Linked DNA regions of Mus musculus: all the other regions are linked to region 2. The links are chromatin contacts, called in public HiChIP or PLAC-seq maps. All regions are on one chromosome and are shown on one strand. The core of a region is the stretch at or near the end of the contact, and the rest is flanking DNA. Distances in the headings are between cores, read along the strand shown.

Region 1 (2,700 bases), core at 63-2,562, 1.2 Mb before region 2:
AGGGCCAGTCCTGCTGACCCAAACCTGCAGGAGCCGCAGGAGACAGGGCAACAACAGGATAAGCAGGAGTCCTAATGAAGATCCTCTAGTAATGGTGTCAAGTCATGGAAGCAGAGATCTCGAACCAGACCGATGCCTCACTGCAATGGACATTTGCAAGTAGAGATGTGTGGACAGAGGACAGACTGTGGGACACACTGTGGATTTCACCAAGAAACACCTGTACCTAATATCCTGCAGCCGGATTTGAGCAGTGAGAAGAATTTAGGAGCTCAGAGGCAAGTGCAGGACACTGGATGTTTATTTCTTCTGCTCCTCTTTGTCAGTTCCTACCTGTTTCTCTATAGCTTTCCCTGTGTCTCTCTGCGGCCCGCCCTCCCTTCTCTCAGTACTTGCTCCTTGCCTGAACTTCAGCAATTCTCTCACTCTTTGACCCTCTCAGAACCATTTGCTAGTGATAACCTTGTCTGCCTATGTTTTCTTTCATTACTTTACTTTTTTCTTTTCTTCTTAACCGTTTTATTGATTCTTTGTGAGTTTCACAGCATGTACTTCAGTCCACTCATCTGCCTGAGGAAAGAAGAATTTTGGGGGCAAACTACTGATTTTCAGATGAGTAATACAATTTCTAATCCTGTAAATGGAATTTGTTGATCTGGTCAAAGCCATCGGCAAATGCTGACCTCTTACATTATTAATCACATATTTGTGTGTAAGCTGAGAATTAGAGGTGAGATGCTTGCTGATTATCTGATATAAATCAGTGTAAATACTTACCTACTTCATAACCTTACATGAGTGATGCATTTCAGAGTGAAAGCTCTATACACATTTCACATGCAGATCTGGAGTGTGACCACATCTTTGGGATGCTAATATGGCTCCTGCTTGCTGTGGAGTAGGCAAAAGGGCATTCATTCTTCATGGTTTCCTGTGGCCATTAGTAATTCTGCCAGGGGGTTGGACATCCTGGGACTTTGCCAGCCTTTCTTCAGAGAGATTGACTCATGTTGAAAGATCTTGGAGTTCCTGTGGTCTGTTAGTTCTTCTGGTTTGTTGCTTGTGGTGTGAGCCAGCACACATACATTCCCAGCTGAAAATCTAACTTGCAGGGGCTTAATTCTAGTGAAGTTACCTCAGCTCTTTTTTTTTGCATTTTAGAGAATAGCAAGCCCCTCATGCTGCTTGGGGGTCTTGCAAACATAGATTAGCCCATCTTTTTAGAACATTTACAGCTCTCAGGGGAAAGTGCTTTGCAACTTGGCAGGCATAATTACTAGTATACGACAGCTGGAATAAGGCAAACCAAATGTACCCTCTTGAAAACCAAACGCTAACCCCTTTCTTCTGGGGCCTCCTTTGCTTCCTTCAGAGGGCTTGACTGTGAAAGCTTTGGAGCTGCAATGGGGGAGTTTTAAAATTATTATCCAATGTTCCACCATAAGTCTGACCTTAATATTTTGGCATCTGAAGCTCAGTATGTCATACACAGTGGTCTAGGATCTTGCTGGACGAAGCCAACAAGTGCTTTCATTTTAGTTTGTGGGGGCTTGGAGCCTCTTGAGCTGGCCCCGCCCTGTTCCCAGGAACACTCGGTGAGCACTGCTGTCTGTGTGACTGAGAGAAAGTGAGAGCGAGGAACAACTTTCTACTTCCTTGTTCTTACTCCAAGTCACAAACAGGAAGTGTTTTTTATACTTATAACAAAACTAGCAATAATGAGGAAAATATTTTGTAGACAATTACTGGCAAAAATTGATAATTTTTTGTTGCTCTTGGATATTTAAGCCCCCTGTTGACATCAACCAGGTCACGCCACACAGAAAGTGGTATTTCAAAATGTTTTCTAAGAGATTTATTGATAAAGATTAGTGCCATAAACATTCGGTTGTTAGCGATGACTGCTCCTATGACAGTATCTCACTTCCTTAATGACTTCGTTTTGTGGAATGAAGAGACTATCATAGTTTTACATGCTGAGAGAGCTTACTCAGCACTCTGGATCATTAACTATGATCAGGACTTTGGTTGCAAGTTTATTTTTGTTTCTTGCTCAAAGAGGTGTGTGTGTGTGTGTGTGTGTGTTTGTTTTCAATGCAATTTGTTAATCCAATCTTTTCTTCATGTTTTTATTTTCTTATGCAACCCTGGGTAGAGAATGTTAGAAACTGAAGCTAGAATAAAGGCCTAAGGGCTGGTATGAACCCTGATAGTTAATCTGAATATCTTTACTTCTCTAGAGCCGTGGTGGCAGAGATGTCCTGGATCCCTGTCAATGACCATTTTATATTTTCTAGACCCGTGCTGTGTAATAGTGCCCCTTTTGTATAATTCTTACTGTCCACTCTGTAAAAGGTGGCTTTTGGGACTGAAGAACTGAACTGTTAACGTTAGTTCACTTAGGTAACCGCATGCTGCCAGTGGCTGCTTTAGGGAAGAGCACAGCTCTAGGGAGTCATTTGTTTTCCCAAGGCTTGCCTTAAGCTTTAACTAATGGCCTGCTGGACTTAGCGACTAAAGTACAAACGTTTAATTTCTGGCTGTTTTTAGTCAGGGTCTTCTGTATCTCCGACTGCCTTTGACTTCACTGTGTAGCTGAGGATGTCCTTGAATGTCTCCATCCTCCTGCCTTACCTCTCGGGTACTGGGATTACAGGTGTGAGCCATTGCATGGGGCTTAGCGTGAGAAGTTATTGTCTG
Region 2 (2,700 bases), core at 136-2,635:
TTAGGATTTCCATATTTGAGATTCCTAGTGTGCAATGTTAAGGCCCACTTGCCCACTGACAGATAACATCCTGGTATTCTGGAGTCTGTTGTTCATGTACTTTCACTTCCGTAGACAAGGTTGGTTGCACCAGCTGCACAGGAGGTGCTTGATGATACACAGGCAGGAGATGCATTGACTGGAAGGATGCTTGTCCCCAGTGGACTAAGGCTGGAAGCACCATAGCTTTGTGGGCTTGGCCTCTACAGGCACCTGTCTAATGTAGCTTGAGGCCATTCTTTGGGAATCATGGGTATGGACCTGGCCAGTGTCCATCTTCCTGGCCAGTATTAAATAAAGCTTTCTTTAATTGGATAATTGTGGAACTGGTCTTTCCCCTAGCAATTTTCAAGTTCAACAATGGCCTGAAGTCACTCCAGTAAGTCAAGACGTAGCACACAAGACAGGCTTAGAAATGAGTGAGCAAAATTCCTGTTGTAGATACTACTGCCAGAAATAAAGAGGCTCTTACCTACAGCAGTGACAATAAAAATGGAGTGTTACAAGATTTTGTGACTGATCTGAGGCAGGAGGATATTGGTATACAGCAGTGTCCATCCTATATAGACTTCCTACTAGGCACTTCCTACATAGGCAGGTGGCAGTCACCCTAGGGAAGAGGTAATGAGTGGGCTTCACTGACTGACTACGATAAAATGTGAGCTCTCTAGGTGGAATTATCTAGACGGTGGCTGGACCATCTTACTCATTCCTGGAGGTGCTTGCAGTTTTGCCAATCACTGCACAATCATCTCCAAACTTAGCAAAAAATCTAGCTCTTAACCCTGGTTAAATAAATAAATGTACCTGCCAAAGATCTGGAAGGAGGGTTAATTTGGAAACATGTCATCAGAGGTGCTTTATTTGTAGTGAGATCAGGGTAACTCCTGCTTCAGATCCAGCTATCAGAACAGGAGTTTGGGGACATCTGCCTCAGTTTACTTTATGGCCTGTATTTATTTTAAAAGACTTGTCTTGGTACAGCAGCACACCAAACAACTATCACTTGCTAGCAATGTGGCCCTACACGAACAACCTGTCAAGCAGATTGTACGGGTGATCCGATGGTCTCACCCTCCAGGTTGCATCTGCAGGAGTGTTTTTTTTTTTTTTCCAAGATTCGTGGTGCAGGGCTCACGAAGGGCTGGTCTCACAAAGCCCAGAGGTGACATCTCCGCGAATAGCCGCAGAGGCGGGCGCCCCACGGAGGGGGCGGTGCCCGGGCCGCCAGCTCTGCTGACGCCACATAGGCCGAGATCACCTCAGCAGCGCGTGGTGCAATCACAGAGCGCCTTCGCCTCTGCCGCTGTCCGCCACCAATCTGGTCCTGAGATCCCTCCGCCAGGCTCGTCCGTGCCCGCTGCCGGGGCCGTGCTCGTTAAGCACGCGGGACCTCGTGGTCTGCGGTTCTCGGGGCGCGATCATTTGTGCAGCCATCACTTTCTTCACCGAGTCCAAGTGCCACGGTAGAGCCTGCTTCCTCAGGTCCCCTCGGTGGCGCAAGAATCCCCGCACCTAGACGGAGGCGTGGCCACCAGAAGCCCCGCCCCGTCTGTGACGTCCTGGTGGCGCGCGAGCTGTCTGTGGGCGTGTGAAGGGCCCGGGCCAGACTAAGCCATCAGGCCGGGGCCGCCTCCCGACTTCTATCTGCCGGCTTCTCCTGCTCCATCTTTTCCGAGAAGCGGTGTGCGACCTCGGCCCCCAGCCTACCGGGCGGATCGAAGCGACGGTCGGGATGGTACTTCTGGGCTTGCTGCAGTCAGGCGGCTGGGTGCTCGGACAGGCGATGGAGCAGGTGACAGGAGGCAACTTGCTTTCCACGCTGCTCATCGCCTGCGCCTTCACTCTCAGCCTCGTCTACCTGTTCCGTCTCGCCGTGGGCCACATGGTCCAGCTGCCCGCTGGAGCGGTACGTGCACCTCGGGGTCCTCAGTCTGTGCCCCGGCTAAGCGGGCGGGCTCGGGGGGCGCTAGCGGTGGCGGGCGCGCGGGAGGCTGGGGTGGCGGCTGCAGACGCCCGTGCCTGATCTTTGCTGTTGTGGTGGTCTTTCTGGTCTCCTTGCTGGAACCTGAACTCGGGGGCTGTGCTGGCCGTCGCCGTTTCTGCTGTGATAGCGGCTTTGAACTTCTGGCTAGGATCCTACTTTGCAGCGTTTGTAGTCAGTGATGGATGTGCAGACTGGAGGCCTTGCTGGATGGATTTGGCTGGTCTGATTGCCTTGGCCATCCATGACTCTTAAGTGCAGAGCACTGTACTGACTTTACTGTTGGTTGTCAGAGGTGTTTGGGCTCTTTGTGAGGGCCTTGATGGCAAGTTAAGGGTAGCTGCATCCCCGGTGGCCATCACTCTTGATACTGCCCTGTGTGTTTAGTATACTGTGGGCTATTGGGCATAACGATGATTAATAGCAGTGTCAGGGAAATTGCAGACAGTTCATAAGTGACTTGAGAGTGTGGGAAGCGCTTTCCTGTGATGCTGTTAAAATACTGTTTCTCTAGTTTAGCGCTACACCAAACCACTAATTTCAAGCCTTCCAAATATAGTTCATGAATACCCTTGTAATCAACATTTGGTAGCTTTGAAAACCATCCCTTCGAAACTGACAATGGGATGTAAAAACTTAACCCAGCGTTAAGTTCCAACCAAGTTGCTTTAAAACTA
Region 3 (2,700 bases), core at 21-2,520, 1.1 Mb before region 2:
GCATTAAACACTGCCTCTTCTCTGACATCCTGTAGCCTTTAATAGTGATATTCCCTTTCCTCTTCTTTCTTTTTTGTTCTTTGCAAGTATTACATGCTTGTACACTTATATTCCCGTGCTTAACTACATTAAGCTTTCTGGACAGATATGCTCATCTATGACCTATTGGTACCTTAGAGGCTGTGGTATGGAACAAGAACAGACTCCTTAGATACCTGCGTTCCCCTACTGTTATGAAAATGGAGCTAATGCAGAGACTAGGTAGTGAGTTAATAGATTTTAAGCAGCAACTAATTGGGCCACGATTGTTTCAGAATTAAGAGTGGAAGGAACCATGGTTATAGTCATACGTTGTGGTCTGAGAAATGAACAGAGGAGAGTTGTTGCTAAGTAGCTAGCTGAAGTAGAAATACTCTCCCTGCCACCCAACCCCACCAGTTTGCCTGCTGAGAGGGAGTTCTACCTTCTGAGTGGGTATGGAGGCTGCTCAGAAATTTTCTAATTGCAAACACTGCCTATCCTGTGTTCACCACAAGTCTCTTCTGCTGTGAACTGGAGTCTTGTCCTGATCAACATTTGTTTCTATGGTTACTTTTCATTTTCTTAAATTACCATTGTGTTTGGGACCTATATGGAAGCATTAAGGAAGAGGAAGATAGAACTAGGTATTGAATGCATCCATTTTGGGAGCATCAGCAAGTAAGGAGAGCATAAGTTGATAGGCCATTGTGAGAGTTGTATGGTCAAAGGTATTAAGCTCATGCTATGCTATACTAAACCTGAAGGGGTAGACATCTTGCCCCTGAAGGGTTTAATCCTAGTTTGTAAGGTCTGGGAAGAGCGCAAGGGATCATGTAATCTGGTCCTATCATTTACAGAAGATCAACTGAGTTGTAGGGAGGAGTGTTAGAATGATCAAGATCAGTAGAGCTCAGACCTGAGGCAAAGTCCTATGAGTCGTCAATGTGGAGGAGACAGAGGCCTGGTGGTGACTCAGCTCCTTAGAATGCTGGCCTCACCTCAGAATTGGATCCCATCTTCCTGTGGAGTAACCAGAAAAGTAAACCATTCAGATTTCTCTGCATTGCTCATATTCTTGTGACATTTTAGAATGCAATGGATCTCTTCTTAAAACCATTGAATAATTCCTATCTTGATTTGTTTTTTAAAAAATCTTAATTAATAGCACATGTGAGAGAAATGCACTATATAGTATATTGTGGGAAAAGTTCAGAAGGACAAATAAAAGGAAACTTGAGTATGGGATATTTATATTTTTTGGATACTTGCCAGCTCAGTCAGTTCTCTGGGTATACCCAAGAGCATTGAGTTGATAGTAGTACTTAAAAAAAAAAAAAAAAAAAAAAACCAAAACCCTAACATTTTGAACAGGACCCAAGAAAAAGAATTAAAGGAAATACTCAGCAAAAGCTTGGCAATTGTCCTGTTATCTGTGAGCCTTTGTGTGTGTGTGTGTGTGTGTGTGTGTGTGTGTGTGTGTGTGTGTGTGTGTGTGTGTAGCTTAGGGCCATGTGGGCAGGCTCCAGCAGTAGGGGAAGTATCAGCCTTAAGGGAAGCTTGCTGGCCACCCTTTGAGCCACATTCACAAAACAAATCAATGCAATTACTTTCTTGTAACCTAAAAAAGAATAAACACTCTTTGTAGGATAAGTCCAAGGGCTTGAACAGTCTCAGACTGTCACCTTAAGTTAGCTTTTGCACTGTATTTCATCTATGAAGTATAAAAAGCCACATACTGCCCTCCAATGACACATAAAGCTTCTACCCACAACTCTACACAGAACATCTACAATATTTCACAGTACTTACAGATTCACCTATGTGCTTCATGAAGTCCCAAAGCAGTATAAAAGTTTATCAAGTCATTAAAACGGCATGCCCATGTTTTCCTCATTATATCTTCCTTCAAATACAGAAGTACACACAGTATTATAGCAGCAAATAAAAGATTGGATGACAAATTGTGCTTGTTTATGTATATAAAATTGCTATTTGCTCTTTGTAGGTTTAAATTTTTGTTCAAAACACTTTTAGATTAAGGATATGCTTAAAGAATGAAGGATATCATATTAAATACTGAAACTTCAATAATGCTAATTTTTCCAAAATCATCCTAAATTTTTATGTCAAAGGAATACATAAAATTTATTGTTACTTTCTTGATCAGAATGTTTCTGTGACTTGAATAGTTTATATAAATATAAAAGATCCCAAGTAGAGTTGAATTTGACTGCTCCAATTGCTCTGTTGCTGTCTTGGCCAGGAGCTGCAGACCAACATACCAACATCAGCGCCAGTTTAATACATGCAGCCCTCTCTACAGGTTCAGGAATGTTAGAAAACAAACAAGGCTTGCCTGGTAGGAGTTCACTCATCACCAATTAAATATTGAGAAAATGAACTAGCTAATATTAAGAATTGTACTATTTCATAAAGCAATTAATATGGCAGAACTTATTGTCCTCATAGTGGAATAATTTGTGCAAAAGAAATTTGAGAGCTAATCTGTACCTAACATGGAAAGACAAGACAGGACAACTGCTATATTATAATTTTTTCTCATTTTTCTCGTGTGTGCTTCAGTCTTTTCCAAGTTAAAGTCCACTCCTGGTTTAGGTGTAACTTGGGCACCATACTTTTAGATAGTTCTTAATTCCTGCCTTAGTGATAATATGTAAT

What was found. HiChIP or PLAC-seq counts read pairs in DNA pulled down with a chosen protein or histone mark.
Region 1: an H3K4me3 HiChIP or PLAC-seq map of embryonic limb bud shows a contact between it and region 2, with 5 times the contacts expected there. The contact joins the enhancer-like site here to the promoter of Cyp51 in region 2. A contact is called at or near these places in 3 of 39 promoter capture datasets (the 3T3-L1 cell line, frontonasal cranial neural crest and stem cell-derived epiblast-like cells) and 2 of 115 datasets of contacts at active chromatin or transcription factors (embryonic limb bud and embryonic stem cells).
Region 3: an HNF4G HiChIP or PLAC-seq map of pancreatic cancer cells shows a contact between it and region 2. The contact joins the enhancer-like site here to the promoter of Cyp51 in region 2. A contact is called at or near these places in 5 of 39 promoter capture datasets (the 3T3-L1 cell line, 3T3-L1-derived adipocytes, hippocampal neurons and 1 more) and 2 of 115 datasets of contacts at active chromatin or transcription factors (pancreatic cancer cells and stem cell-derived neural progenitor cells).

The regions. Positions count from the first base shown.
Region 1 is chr5:5,319,258-5,321,957 of GRCm38.p6, reverse strand. All of the region lies in intron 2 of Cdk14 (cyclin-dependent kinase 14), which reads left to right. Among named protein-coding and RNA genes, the nearest start is that of Gm30151, 50 kb to the left of the region's middle. Within about 2 kb of position 1,312, at least 123 of the 459 cell types and tissues checked have an H3K27ac peak or open chromatin away from gene starts, as enhancers often do.
Region 2 is chr5:4,103,382-4,106,081 of GRCm38.p6, reverse strand. It overlaps Cyp51 (cytochrome P450, family 51), which reads left to right and starts at 1,385. Exons shown (of 10, transcript NM_020010.2): 1 at 1,385-1,948. The coding sequence starts at 1,775.
Region 3 is chr5:5,179,216-5,181,915 of GRCm38.p6, reverse strand. The region is part of intron 5 of Cdk14 (cyclin-dependent kinase 14); the gene reads left to right. Among named protein-coding and RNA genes, the nearest start is that of Gm30151, 190 kb to the left of the region's middle. Within about 2 kb of position 1,270, at least 80 of the 459 cell types and tissues checked have an H3K27ac peak or open chromatin away from gene starts, as enhancers often do. A contact at or near this core is called in pancreatic cancer cells, where this site is marked.